Regions from separate parts of the Arachis hypogaea genome. Here region 1 is linked to region 2. Evidence: chromatin contacts called from public Hi-C data. All regions are on one chromosome and are shown on one strand. The core of a region is the stretch at or near the end of the contact, and the rest is flanking DNA. Distances in the headings are between cores, read along the strand shown.

Evidence for each region. A called contact is a pair of places that touch in the nucleus more often than the background predicts.
Region 1: a contact with region 2 is called in a Hi-C map of an unstated tissue, with 5 times the contacts expected there. The contact joins the enhancer-like site here to the promoter of LOC112720422 in region 2. A contact is called at or near these places in 2 of 8 Hi-C or Micro-C datasets (leaf and an unstated tissue).

The regions. Positions count from the first base shown.
Region 1 is chr11:17,042,535-17,045,424 of arahy.Tifrunner.gnm2.J5K5, reverse strand. No RefSeq gene overlaps it. Among protein-coding and RNA genes, the nearest start is that of LOC114924767, 3.9 kb to the left of the region's middle. Within about 2 kb of position 1,309, at least 1 of the 3 cell types and tissues checked has open chromatin away from gene starts, as enhancers often do.
Region 2 is chr11:16,921,591-16,924,553 of arahy.Tifrunner.gnm2.J5K5, reverse strand. LOC112720422 (L-ascorbate oxidase homolog) reads left to right here and starts at 1,672. Exons shown (of 9, transcript XM_025771367.3): 1 at 1,672-1,773; 2 at 1,870-2,027; 3 at 2,124-2,233. The coding sequence starts at 1,878.

The DNA.
Region 1 (2,890 bases), core at 60-2,559, 120 kb before region 2:
TATATATATTGAAGTATTTGCTTTAGTAAATATTTAAATTTGTAAATTGTATTTTTCTTTTTTGCACAGTCACATAAAAACAAAATTCGTCATATGTAATTTTTTTTTTTTGCACAGTCATATAATAACAAAGTTCGTTATATGTAATTTATTTAGCTATTTTTTTAGTATTATGGCATTAGATTATTTTATACAAATAGTATTAAACAAACTTATAAAGTAAATATAAATATTGGTCTATTTGCTAAATGATGCTCTATATTGTAATTTTGATCTTGTACTAAAGTTAAAAATGGTTGAAGAATTTTTTGACAATTTGTGGAAGAGATTATGAGATAGATAAAATATATAATACTGTAATAATAATAAGAGTATTGTTGATTATATATTTAAGTAGACGTTAATAATATGCAATTTGAATATTTATAACTGAAAATTATTATTATATTATTTATAATTTTAATATAGATATTAATTGTATTTAACCGTTATTTTATAATTAAAATACTTAATGATTCATAGTAAATTCAATTAATTAAGAGTATTGATTAATGAAATATTTTTTTGAATAAAAGAAGAATTTATAATGTCACATATTTATAGAATAATGAAAAGAAAAATTTTTTAGTGATTACCACCTATTCAAAATAGCTGATAAAAAGTAACTATATAATATATAAGCTTATAAAATAATTTAGTTTTAATTTTTATATAATAAAAATAGATAAATATATATGAATCTATAATTACTAACTGGAAATGGTGATTTGAAATAAGAATGGAATGCTTATAAGTTATCACATATGCAGACTACAAAGATGAAGTGAGGCATCATTGGCAGGCCGCCACCAACCATTTTACGAGCAAGTGCAACTACTTGTGCTCTTCTTGATCCAATTGTCAAATTATCTCGAAGACCCATGCTAGAATTATAATGTGCAGCAGTAGAGAAATTAAAGTTAAGTAAAATAAAATAAGGATTTTGCATATTCTTTAAAGAATTATTTTATAACCAGTCATATATAAATGTATGTACAGGCTGTACAGCAGTTTGTCCAGAGAGTTGGCATTTTATTTTGGTGAACCATACTTTTAAAATGCACTTACAGCTGCAGCTATAATTATTTTATCAAAGTAACTGAAGAAATTTGCAAATATAACTCAGATATATTGATATAGAAAACGAAAATTAGAAAATAAATTAACCAAAGCCAAGATTAAAGCAAAGCAAGGGGAGATGAGAAGAAAAGAATGGCAGCGAAGTGGTGGATCAGGACTTGCAGTGCAGAGAAGAAGTGGTCGCGTTGTGGTGTGATGGAAGCATCATGGTGCTGGTGCTACGGTGATGGGCAGAATGAGAAGAAGAGTTTGGTGGCGCAGTTGAGAATAGGGGACGGCGGCACAATAGCAAAGAGTAGAAGCCCGTGCAGATAGCAAAAAGAGTTTTTGACGTTTTTAAATAATTTAAAAGAAGAGACCAAGATTCGAACTTCCGGATCTAAAACTCTAATACCATATTTTAAAACCACTCATCCCAAAAGCATAATTTGACAGGATGATGTAACACTAATAACCATATCTCTAATACTTTCTAAACTTTCATTGTGCACATTGTATGCTTAGGTCATTGGTTCCCTATAGATATTTGTGTTGATAACAAAATTTAAGAATATTTTAATTGGCTATAACAAAATTTAGGTGTATTTTTGGTATTTATTCAAATATTAGTTATAAAAATATTTTAATCTTTTAATGTAAAATTAAAATTCCTATTTTTTAAGCCGATCAAATAATTTTTATTAATTATATAAGTATTTTAATATTTTTAAATTTAACATTGAAAAGTTAATTTAATTTTTATTTTTTTAAAAATACATTACAAAGATATTTTAAAATTCTTAAAAATAAATAGTTAAATACTAAAAGAACATTTAACCCCTTACAATGAATTGTGTCGATATTTTAATTTTAAAATTCAATTCAAATTTTAATTCTTAAAACAATTAAACAATATTTAACTAAAAAAATGTAGTGTAGTTTTTCTAAAACCGAATCTTAAAAGGTTATTTTTTCAAAACATTAAAAAATTATTTTAGTCTTTTTGCAAATACTATTCAAAAAGATATTTTCAGTTTTTCATAGTTAATTAAATTGACTTTCATATAGAAGAATATATAAATGTTAGAATTTAAAATATTTATTTGATTATTTACTGTGATATAATATTAAATTGACATATTTTTATCTTTAAATAGTGTCAACTAAAATGAGCTTTTCTCTATATTATTATTATTATTATTTTATCAAAGATAAGAGACTCGAACTCGCAACTTTTTAATTGAGAATGGGAAGACTATGAGTATGTTTGGGAAGCTTTAAAAGTAACTTTTTTTAGTTTTTGAGTTTTGACTTATGAAAAGTAGTAGTATTAATGTCTGGTGCAATTTTCAAAACCAAATTGCAGCTTTCTAAGAAGCTATTTAGGAGCTTACAGATAAGTTAGAAAAATGATTCCTCTCATAATACTACTATTTTTTATCACATTTTTATAAAATAAACACTTTTAAAACTAAAAACCCAAACACAAAATAACTTATTTATAAGTTACTTTTAATATAGTCATTTATTACTTAAGTTATTTTTTCAAAAGTAACTTAATTAAGTTGTTTTCCAAACTGAATCTATGTCATTTGAGGTATAACTCATTGATTATTATTATTATTATTATTATTATTATTATTATTATTATTATTATTATTATTATTATTATTATTATTATTATTATTATTATTATTATCATCATATATATACAAAAAAATATTAAAAAATTATCAAAATTTATTATTTTTAATTATTACTTTTAATTATTAATTTAATTTTTTTAGTCTAA
Region 2 (2,963 bases), core at 423-2,922:
AACTTGTTCGTCCTTACGAACATATTGTGAAATCAATCAAATTTTTACGGAGTCTACTAATAAATCTTAATCATATAGAATCTAAATAAAAAATTTAAATATTAATAAATTAATGTATAAAATTAACACACTATTTATAAAAATTAACTCAAAAACTAATATAAGTTATTATTATAAATTTTGAAGACCGAATCGAATCGATTATAATTTTATTTAATATAAGTCTTACCTCAAAATTTATGAATCATAACAGCATATATATGCAAGTGCAAGTGAGAAACCGGAAAAGACATAAAAAGAAGACAAAGTTGAAATCAGTGGCGAAATTTCAGGAGTTTAGTAGTCAAAAATCATAAAAGTGCCGGACTTTTGAAGTTACATTTTAACTTTAATAACGAGTAGTCGAGTACAGTTGTTGTCATTTATCATATGAACTAATATATTTTTTCTATTGTGTTTTAAAAAGTATATTTTAAATATACAAAATAAATTCTTTTTAGAATTATTTTATACCATAAACATTTGAATAATCTTGAGAATTTTATTTCACTAAGACATTTTATTTTTACGTTTTTAAATAATGTTGCTAATAAAACATCTTCTATCAAAATTTTTAGTTTAACAATAATATCACATATTCACATTATTACAAAAAAAAAAAAAAACGCCTATAATGTATTTGATGTTTACGAAAAATAATTGATTATACTATTGTAAAAAAAATTGATTATACTATTATAAAAAAACTAATAATAATATTATGATAAATTTAATTATTTTACTATATCAAATTTAATTATTCTAATAACTAATTATTTTATATATAATAATAATAATAATAATAATAATAATAATAATAATAATAATAATAATAATAATAATTAATAGTACTTTGCTAGTCCATGTACCAGCTTATTAAGAAAAGAATAAAGACTATATATATTTACCAATAATGATGAAAAATATTCGAAAAGCTAACATGCTATTTTTTTTTAATATTATACACATACAAGTTTAAACGACTAAAATTCACTTTTTTAACTTATTATGAATGTATTTAAAAGATACGCCAAGCTTGTATTTTGTATATAAACATGTTATAATATTTATATTGTCAATTATATACAATTCTTGAGGTGAGAATTATTCACACCTTATGGTCAACAAACAATAATCAATATTGTCAAAAAAAAAAAATCTTAATAATAATATTCATATGAATAATCTTACTTCTTACATAGATTTATGACATATATAATTTTTAAAGTGATATAATTGGACTCTATATTTACACAAATTAGATAAATTTGAATTCAAGAATTTCAAATTTAGCTTCTTACTTAATGAATATTTGAACCTAATTATATTAAAACAATTAGTATTTTATTATGATAGATGATTTAATAATATATTAAATAATTAGTTGTGGATAAAATAAGAACAAAAAATTAATACTAAAAAACAGAAACATACCTTGATAAGTGTTAATTTTATAGAATTAAAAAAATAATTAGACTTACTATTTGGTGCTCCCAATTATTTCTCATACTTGATATGTTGATTCTTGAGTTTGAAGCAATAGGTAACAAAGCAATCAAAAGTCAAAACGCGTTGACAGCGCCGAATATGAATGATCAATTTGCAACCTTAAACTAAGCAATAACCATCCATTTAAATATTCTAAAATTAAAATTTATCATATCACTCACTTTTTCATATAAATATAACGAAAAGGTTCAGCAGTTTCACTCCTCAGAACCATAGAACTAGCTGGTACTTTTCATTTTTCAATGCTCTCATTAACACTTAACTATGTATAACGTTTTGCATTAAAATTAAACTTGTGTATATCTTGTGCTTATTTTGTAGTAGACTTGATGGGATTAAAAGGGTTGGTGCAGTTGTTCTGTATTGTTGTGACTCTGGTGAGTGTGTGTTTGGTGCAACTGAAAGCAGAAGATGCATACAAGTATTTCACATGGACTGTGACTTATGGAACACTCTCTCCTCTTGGTACACCCCAGAAGGTAGTAGTAATTAAGGTTTAGTTTAATTTTAATTATGATCTTTCAATTAATGTAGTATTATTTTTCTTTGCTTATTGATGTAGTATTATTTTTAAGGTGATTTTGATCAATGGTCAATTCCCTGGGCCTCAACTTGACTTGGTAACAAACGACAATGTAGTTCTTAACCTTATCAACAAGTTGGATGAGCCATTTTTACTCACTTGGTGAGTTTCTCTGTTTATCCGTGTGCCTTTTCTTTCCCCTGCTTTTTAACATAAACATATTACTCTAATGGTGAGCATTTAATTTTCTGTATTGTCAACTTCTCATGCTATCATTGTGGCTTCGGGGTATTCTAATTTGTCCACTAAGAATGCGTTTGGAAGGAAAATTAAATTTAGACAAAGAGATAGAGACTAAAAGATTGTGACTGAGAAACTAAATTAAATCTTTATATTATATTTGGTGTAAAATGTACGAGATTGAGTTATATCTCAATATCATGTTTGGTTTAAGATAAATATAAAGATTAATACGTAGATTTATAATTTAAAAAGTTAAATGAGTGTATTTTTAGTAAAAAAATGTTATTAAAATTTCAGTTTTTGTTTTTAAAAATTTTAATCCCTTATATCTCTATTTTTTAAAAGTTGATTAAAATTTTAATTTTAGTCTAATCACCAAATACAATATTCAGCCACATTCTTTTAATCTTAGTCTCAATCTTAAAACAAATACAATCTAAGAGTGTCAGAGATAATGTCGTTAGTAAAAAATTAAATTTATCCTGAAAAAAAATTTTTAATATAAAAATAAAATAAATAAACAAAAATATACATAAAATAGTTTGAAATAGACAAAAGTATATAAAAATACACTCCAAAAATTATTTTTTATAAACAAGAAGTATTATACTATTAATAAGGATTTGATATTCATGAATTTTAGTGTGTA